Regions from separate parts of the Mus musculus genome. Here region 1 is linked to region 2. A link is a contact called in public Micro-C data. All regions are on one chromosome and are shown on one strand. Each heading gives the region's core, a stretch centred on a gene start, on an enhancer-like site or on the middle of the called end of the contact. The rest is flanking DNA. Distances are from core to core; before and after follow the strand shown.

Region 1 (4,603 bases), core at 394-2,893, 340 kb before region 2:
TTTAATCCCTTTAAAATTCCACTGACTATTTTAGTTGTGGTTTAAAGAGAAAGAGAACTGCACACAAGTCACCATCTCATTCCAACATAGAGCTACTTCTGAGATAATGAAAGTGGGCTTGCTGCAGAGCTCACACATCGACACTGGTGTGGATCCCCTCCCACCCCACCACAGGCAGCACTGTCTGAGAAATGTATGCAGAAATAGGAAGCAGGAAAATGATGCTCTCAAGTTCCTGTGAGAGGTTGTTTGGTGCCCGATCTTAAGCTAAGTTTATGGCACCATGTTTCAAGACAGAAAGATCATCGTTCTTACTGACTATAATATTGGTTCATATTTATAAAATGTACTTTGACGTTTTGACTCATGTTCAGAATAGTGTGTTTGAGTGACTGATTATCAACTTTCCTTCATTGTTAAGTCACTACTTAAGTGAGACAAGTGATACATTATATCTCATATCTAAAAGAGGGGGAGTAGAGACAGAATTATTAATTATTCTCTAATCAACTGAAGTCCAACAGTACCTTATTGCATTCGCAAAAAACTACGACCATGAAAACTAACATTCTACAGAAAAAAATTATAATGACTAGAAGAAAGACTCTATGTGCTCCAGCATATTGCTTATAACTGTGAACTAAGTGTGAGGAAAGACCGAGAACTGACATCATAGAGAGGATGTTTATTATCTGGTGAGAAAGAGGGGTGTCTATGTTTGCTGGGTGATAATATATCATTCAAAGAATTCATTGACGCTCATTTTGATTTTTAAAGGATTATTTTAATTACCCTTTTTAAGTTCCAAGTTAAGCAATTCTATAGAAAAGACCTCAATGTCAACTCAAAAGCATCAGCTAATTAAAGTTTGGCATTCCATGGTTAAGAATATATATCCTTTGTATGTATGCTCTAGATATTGAACGAATCATAGAATCCCCTGCTGTCTTAGAGGGAGCCTGGGTGGCTTTGTGACATGTTTACTGTACCGCCACGGAGATACCTCTCATGTGCTATATAGTTAGAGTAAACCCACTCTCGTACAGCTTCCATTTTGGTGGTTTAAACATTCTTTTATTTTACCTACCTCCCACTTTCTTCCTTTACTTTGCAGTTCTCTGTACTGTGATTTTTAAGCTACTTTATTGGGTTCTTATACCCACCACCTTTCTTCACCAGGATCCCTTCTAACCCTCCAACACTGGGCAGGTGGAAAAGAAGGTTAGAGGGACAGGGAGGTAGACCTAGAACTGTCGGAAACACAGAAACACAGATACTTACAGTATGATTCATAAAAGTAGCAAAATTACACTCATAGAGCGGCAACAAACGTGATTTTGTTGTGGGGGTCACTACAACGTGAGGACCTGTATTAAAGGGGGGCGCAGCATCAGGAAGACTGAGGACCACTAAACCCCAGTTAGAATTAGTTTAAGCCGTATGTGAATGCCTGGGGAAGGGAGATGAAGGTTTTTCAAATTTTACAAGCAACAGAAGCATAGTTTCATGAAAAGTTTAAAAAAAGAGAGAGAGAGAGGCTTCTGAGGTCAAGTAAAACATTGGGTTTTAAACAAACTTAAACACATTCTTGAAGGATATTTCAAATCCTTGATCGTGGCATCATGGATTGTGAAACACACACAGTTGCATAATGTGATCTGGCAGCAAGAGTCTTTCTTCCTCAGAGCCTAAAGGGATGACTAGAGAAGGCTCCTCCAAATGTCTGCATTATTCCCGTGGCTCTCTTTCCTCCTGAAGAAAGTTAATGAAGTGATCCGTTAGTTCTTCTGAAAGGAATCGTGAGCTATCTCTGACCCTTTGTCCTCCAAATTCAACATGCAGTCCTGGGAGCTCATTAAACCTTAACCAAAGACACTGATCTCGTGGTTTTTCTGTTCGTTTTATCTGGGCCAAATCCCTGTACCAGACTCAAGGTCTAATGGATAAGAACAAATAATATTATTAAAGACAACACAGTAGCCATTATTCATCTGCTTCATAAATGTGCTTCTTAACCTTTGCTTAGTCCGCCCGCCTCCCCCCCCCCCCGCCCCCAGCTTAACCACAACAGGACAGTGAGTCCCTAGCATTTTACCTGCAAGACAGTGAGCTGCTTCCTCCTTCCCTGCTCGTTGATGCAACAAGTATTTATTAAAGATCGACTGAATGTGACCAGTGTTTTAGGTGCTTGAGATATATCACTCAACAAAGACCATGTTTGTAGCATTTCTCCTCCAGCTGGAGGAGACCAGTGGACAAAACAAAGATCAACATAGACATGAGTAAAGAGTTGAGTCAGTAAGTGTGTACACTACTGGAAAAAAAAACCAGACTGGCAGTGGAAAAGAAGCGTATGTACAGTCTGAGGAATTGTGTGGTGTGTACCCTGATGAAATACAGGTACTGCTTCTGTCTGGAGAGGCAAAAATGCAGTTTTAATGTATTTTAGCCAATGGCAGGGCCAATTTTAGTCTGCTACAACATGTTGGTCAACTTTCCTTGGGCAATTAACTTTAAAAAGGGAGAGTTTTATCTCAGTTCGAAGTTTGATGATTGCTCTCTGTGATTACGTGGCCTCCTTTGGGCCTCTTGTTTGGACTGCACACTGTGGAAACGTGTGTGAGAAGCACAAATGGTCAGGCCAGCAGCAACAGAGCAGAGGAAGAAAGGACGGAGGCCCCTGTCCTGTTTAGCTTCCTTCTCAACATGATACAAACAAGAGAGAACCATCTGGGAAAAGAGATCCTCAACTGAAAAACTACTCCTTCATCATAGTGCTGTATCACACACACACACACACACACACACACACACACACACACACACACACACAGAGAGAGAGAGAGAGAGAGAGAGAGAGAGAGAGAGAGAATGAGATTTGTTGGAATCTAGGTGAATGGCCGCTTTAGGAGGATGATTGGCAGACAATTGCTTCAAAAGTGATCAATATCAATAGCATGAATGTGGTGATGGTGGTGGTTAGGGGCAGGGAACTGAAGTTATTTTCCACCAGGGTTAATCTTTCCCTGGAGTAGAAAGAGAGGGAGAGGGGGAGAGGGAGAGGGGGAGAGGGGGAGAGGGGGACAGGGGGAGAGGGGGACAGGGGGAGAGGGGAAGAGGGGGAGAGAGATCACTATAGGTAAGTGGATTGTTCTCTGCTGACTCGTGGGTGGTCAGCTAGCATTATTGTTAATTTGTGGAACCTTGGTCTGGTCTGACAACAGAATAGAAAACATCTCTGGTTGTAGGAAGGAGTTATTGCCCTAGAAATGGAATTTCAGAAGGGTATCTGTGTAGACGGAAGTTGAGGGAGAAAGTGGGTCTCAGAGTTTTCCAGGTAGGTGGCCAACTTGCAAGCGTCTGTTGCCACCGGTCATGAAGATCACTGCTCTGTCAGTGTCTGCTTCTCGGGACAGTACAGCTCTAAAAACCACAGATCCCACATGCTTAGCACGGAGCCCATGGCTGTGCAGCAGGAAGGGCGTGTCAAGGTTGAGCTGGGAAGATGCCGATTGGCTTCTTTCTGTTCCGCGGTAGCCCAAACCTGAGAGCTTCTCTTTGGAGACTGGAAGCTCCTCTTCTAGTTCTGAAAGTCAACCCTGCAATTTGAAAATGTTCTCAAAGCTTTCCTCAAAATGAAAATATTTGTTCAAATCCTCAGAATGCAATAAGAAAATATCCTTCTAGCAAAAGCAATGACTTAGCATTTCGGGCTTGGCACGAACAATAGGGAAACACTGCAATGGGAATCGCACAGCCTGCCTTTCTATTGGCTGGAGCTTGCTTCTAAGGATTAAATCGCCTTATGAACTTGGCTCACCTTCTGGATGGTTCTTGGATAGTATTCCCAAGAGTTCACATTTTTCTCTGCCCTAATTTACTGGGAGAGTCTTAAAGAGACACAGGGTATCATACCTCAGAGACTGAAGCCCACAATGCCCTTGTTTTTGAGAAAGGTAACTGAGGCCGGAGAGGTACTAGGATTTCTCCCTAAGGCCACGAGGATTAGTGCCAGCAGGAGAGATAAACTCCAGACTCCTGTCTCCTTCAATGACACCCCATCTCCTCTTTCTTCTCTTTCTAGCTTACATGAGAAGATTTCCATCAGTGTTAGCAATGGACCTGGAGCTAAGGTTTAGGAAACTACAGACAGTTTGCCTGTTAGGGAAAAATAATGATTCAGTAAGAAATTGAACAATCTAGGGGGTTACAGCCGATCTCACTTCTTCCCAAGTTCCCAGCTTCAGAAAGTGACGGGCACCTACTTGCTCAACTTCTCTGTTTTTTAGTTTTGCAAATTCACGAGTATATATGACTTTCTGTTTCTGTTTACTGTTTCTGCTTTTGTGAACTGGTGTCAATGGCCAGTAGCACTGGGAGCCTGGGGGGAAAACTGAGTTTCTGTCCTTTCTCTGATTTGCTGTTTTGCCACTTTAAATGTGCTACATCACAAGGGACTCTCCCTCCCCACAACTGAAACTCCATTTCTTCTCATCTTGGTGGTCAGTCCCTCTTCTCTCTCTATAATAGAAGAAAACTTAGAACAATCCATTTTTATATATTTCCTAATCTTATCATGGTCCCTGCATTGTGCAATTGTCTA
Region 2 (4,821 bases), core at 768-3,267:
CCAGTGAAAGACCCTGTCTCAAAAACACAAGATGGTGCACACCTGAGAAGCAACACTAGAGGCTGACCTCCAACCTCTACACACACATAGTCACACACACACATGCTCATCTCTGCACACATACACAAAACCTAAGTCTTAAAACGTATTGATTGTTGCTGTTCCAGGTTATGAAAGTTACATTTAAAAGATAACAAAAGAAAAAGGGAAAGGAATAAGTTCGGCGTTGTCTTTTCCCTTCTGCCCTTAGTTGAAATGCCCCACTCCAGACTCTGAAACTCCATGAACACCACTGGGATCCCAGCCCTTCCCCACCTCCCCGAAAACAACCACTACTCTTATTTCTATTTCTGTGTTTATCTTCTCCTTACTGGGTTGGGTTTTTTTTTTTTTCTGTTTTTTGTTTTGTTTTGTTTTGTTTTGTTTCACCACATGTGTTTAGTTTTGCAAGCCTATGAACTTTATATTAAAAGAATCATACTGGATGTTCTCCTATACAACTTTCTTTTTCCACTTAACATTCTGTTCTTGATGCTCGTTCTTGTTGCTGCACAAAGCCCTGCTTCGTTAATTTTTTGTTGTTGTGGTGGTGGCGCTATTCACTGTGTGACTCTTCCACAACTAATTCAGCCCCTGTAGTTTTGATGACTATTTCAGGGGTTTCCAGGGGGTTGCTAGTGTAGTCGTGCTGCTCTGAGTGTCCTCTATATGTCTTCTCTGACTTTTTCTCAGGGCCAAAGGATTTACCCATCTTTACCAGGTAAGTGAAAATTATTTCTCAAAATAATTGCGTCAGTTCCTACTTCATGCTCCTTGCATAAACGGTCCCCTTTAATTTCCTTCCCTACACTTCATTTCCTGATTTACTTTTTACTCCACCCACTTTCCTTTGGCTTGAGCTGTCCACTATGAGTTGATGACCACGGAATGTTCAAACTCGGGTCCATACCTTCTTCCCAAGCTCCAGATCCATGTATTCAATGCCTTACTTAATAATTCTTCTTGGTTGTCTTCTGGAAGCATAAGTAACATGCTATTACCTGAGCATACCTTTTTCAGTGAGCTGTGCCATCTTTATCCCATTGTCAAACAACATGGCAAAAACAGAGGGACTCTCTGATATTTCTTCCTTTCCCCTCTGTCCTCCCTTTGATTGATCCCGAAACTTCATTGTTTCTACTGCCCTAACACCTCAAAGTATCTGTTCCCTTTCTTCCATGTGCTTCTGATATTTCTAATTCTCTGTGCTCAGAGCTCACAGCACAGCTCCATGTTCTCATTCCTAGTCATGATGCTCGCCACACAAAGTAATGAGCAAGGGAAGGAACGTCTGTCAAGGGTGTAGCTCAGCACCCAGTAGAATCAAGGCTTCTAAGTGCTTGCTTAAGACACTGTATTTGTTTCAGGATGAGAACCAGCTGTCCTACTGCGATGTAACTCCACAGCAGCCTGAGCTGAGCCCTGGCAAGTCCTGGCTCTCCTTGGCACCCCACCGCTGGTTTAATGTTTAAGCCATACACATTGCTTGGTTAATCACGTGGAGACAGGTCTGGCCTATCAGGCTGGATTGCCTGGGTGACCTAAGCCTATTCTTCCAGACAGGATGACTGGTGCTGCTACATTGATGGTGGCTCTCCCAACCTTGATCTTGAGTGAGAACACAGAACGGCTCTCTGCTCCCACAGTCAAGATGAAGCATAAACACAAAGTGATTCTCTGCTCTCTCAAGCCTTTGGAATTACAACTAGAGCACTGGGGGGTACCATTCTTGCAAATACATCTGTCTTTCCATGTTCATGGCTATTGGACACAGGCAAGCAGAAAAGACCAGAGAACTTTCCAGTTCCCTTGGAGTTCATTGCTATGGAATCTGATTTTTTTTCCTTCTTTGCAACTTCCTGAATAAACTCTTATGTTGGCATAAAAATAATGGCATTTGAATACCCGACTTCAGGGCACACTGAGTTCTTTCCAGCTGGCATTAGTCGAGGTTTTTGCACTTTCTCCTAGAACACAGGCATTCTCTATCAGTACAAAGGTCAGCTGTTATCTTCTCTCCAAAGCCATCAAACCTCAAAATAGCACTGGCTGTGAGAAGGCTAATGTCTTCCTGGCACAGCCCAGTGTCAGCTTTCAAGGGCACCATTTCACAACCAACTGCCAGGGCGACATAAGTGAGACTTGTCTAATACTCAAAGATCCTACAGAAGTCTGAAGGGACCAGTCGAGCTGCTGCCATGCCATGACACTGACTGGGTGAACGAACGGAAATTAACTCTGGTTGAACACCTTCTAGCGCCAAGCATTTCATGTAGACTGTCTTGTTTAATCTTCAGAACCACCTTCTGTGTGAGATATTATTAGGCTAGCTGACAAATCATTCCAAGAAAATAAATTCAGCTTGAGTAAGTGGCTGACCAAGGTCAGAAGAGAGATTCTGGCTTAAGCCCAGAGCTTAGAACTTTCTGTAAGGTACACTTTGACTTTATCTTATGTCATTTAACTTAGTTTAAAAGGAAAAAAAGTCAAATGGAAACAACTGAGTTTTCTGAATCTAGACTCAACTATCTAACAAATACTATATCCCACTTACTCAGTGTGAAGAGCAGAAAGAGGAAATAGAATAAATAAGGTCAATAAATAACTGTTCTCAAATGGGCTTATTGTATGCAGTGGTGGGCAGTGGTAGGCAGTGGTAGGCAGTGGTAGGCAGTGGTAGGCAGTGGTGGGCAGTGGTAGGCAGTGGTAGGCAGTGGTAGGCAGTGGTAGGCAGTGGTAAGCAGTGGTAGGCAGTGGTAGGCAGTTGTGGGGCAGTGTGATGCAAGCTAAAATGGGCAGCTTAACGAAAATGTAGTGGGATTAATGCATCCATTCACTATTTCCCAGTCACTGAGAGCTGGGGATTTGGAGCCACAGAAACAGACATTGGCTTCCATGAGCTCACAGTACAGCTGTAAGAGAAACAAGGGATGTTTACCAAGCAAGGGCCTCCGGCAGAACATGTCAGTCCTCCTCATGGGTCTACAAAGACTGAACACCTGGGTGGTTCTGGAGATGAGTTCTGAAACAACATGTGACAAACAGAGGAAGAGCTTTTCCAGCCTGATGTGTAAAGGCCCAAAGGGCAGAGATGTGAATTCTGGCCTGAGGTGGGGACCAGGCAGCTGGTCTAAAAGGATGAGTAACAACAGCCCAGGTGACAGGCAGGAAGGCAGCACCAGAGGAGACAGCACAGAAGACAGCAAGGCACCAGAGTTCCTTGGAATAATCAGACAAGCAGGCTTGGCCAAGGGAATGACTGGAAAGTAAAGGTCAGGGTGCATCATGGAAGTACCAGTTTTGCAAGGCAGATTGGGCTCTTTCATATAAGCAATAGATAGCTTATATCTTCTGTCACTCTGTCTCTGTCTCTCCGTCACACACGCAGACACACACAGAGGGGGTAAGGAGAGGAAGAGAGGAGGAAGGGAGTTTAGAGATGGAAAGTCCTCAGTGTTAGCTATTGTTGTTTTAAATGACTGTAGCTTGGATGCTGTGACAAACACCACAGTCTGCGTGGCTTATAAACAATGAGAATGCATTTCTCATTGGAGGCTGGAAGTCTGGGATGGAGGTGCTAGAGCAGTAGGAGTCTGCTGAGGGCGTTCTTACTCATTTATAAAGAATCCCTTCCTTCACTGCGTCACCACAGAGTGAGTAAGAGAGGGGACAGGCAAGTTCCCATCTGTCCTCATGAGAGCACCAACTATACACACGATCCTAATAACCTCTCAAGGGCTCTGCTTTCCAATACCAAGCCTGTGGAGGCTAGGGATCTAATGAGGACTTTGAGGAGATACAGGTATTCAGTCTATATGAACTGATTTCACTAAAAAGGCATACATAAGAAATGACATGGCCACATTTGCCATTTAGAAAGCTCACCAATGCAGGCATATGGGATGCTGCTAATGAATCCTTAAGGACAGTAACTGACAGCTACCACTGACAGTAGCTATCATGTTAGGTCAGGGCCCCTAGTCTGCTCTGCCTGGTGTCTCTCACATTTAACTCACCTTCTGGGAATAGCCCCCTCTAATGAGTTGGTTTCTGACATCATATTCAGAGTTTCTGGAGGCTGGTGGTTGTATTGATCTCTGTCCTCAGCTCAGAGAAACGTACACTGTAAGAATATATAGTTCCATGTTGTGCATGCCACAATGGGCTGACCTGCAAAGCACAGCAGGGACACTTCCTCTTGGCACAATTAGTAGTTGAAAGTCCTACCCTTGCAGCCTTACCCGATTCCACGCTTATGACATCGTATACTTCAAGAGTTCCTACTGAGACCAGGGATGGTAAGGATGGAGACCATATACCCCTTGCTTCCCAGAACCATCCACATCCCAGCTTCCAGTTTCTTGGCCCTTGCCTTAAAACTGAGGACAAATGAAATTTGCAGGTCCATCTAGGAAATTACCTCAACACCCAGGTCATTTCCTCGGCGCCATTTACATTTCTAATGTATGGAGAAGCTGAGTTACATTTTCTCCCCATGTGCCCTGGGCTGCTGGTAAATCATTCTCACCCACATAAATGAATGGCAGGTGATGTCACAGCCCAATACGAGCTCCTGATGCCCCAGCTCCCCCTTCATGCTTAATGACTGGCCGGAGTTTCTTTGACTACGGCTCTTTCTTCCATGCTGACAGGTCAGCGCTTTGTAGCTCATGTCTGCCACTTGAGACTAGGCCCATTGATTTTTCAATCTCGTGGTGTTGGACTGCACATCAGACTGACACATTCCAGGTCAATCCCTTATTTGTCCAATGATTCAAGCAC

The links. A called contact is a pair of places that touch in the nucleus more often than the background predicts.
Region 1: a Micro-C map of granulosa cells shows a contact between it and region 2, with 1.8 times the contacts expected there. The contact joins two enhancer-like sites.

The regions. Positions count from the first base shown.
Region 1 is chr4:105,703,336-105,707,938 of GRCm38.p6, reverse strand. No RefSeq gene overlaps it. Among named protein-coding and RNA genes, the nearest start is that of Gm29922, 140 kb to the left of the region's middle. Within about 2 kb of position 1,643, at least 14 of the 459 cell types and tissues checked have an H3K27ac peak or open chromatin away from gene starts, as enhancers often do. A contact at or near this core is called in granulosa cells, where this site is marked.
Region 2 is chr4:105,361,952-105,366,772 of GRCm38.p6, reverse strand. No RefSeq gene overlaps it. Among named protein-coding and RNA genes, the nearest start is that of Gm40217, 45 kb to the right of the region's middle. Within about 2 kb of position 2,017, at least 47 of the 459 cell types and tissues checked have an H3K27ac peak or open chromatin away from gene starts, as enhancers often do. A contact at or near this core is called in granulosa cells, where this site is marked.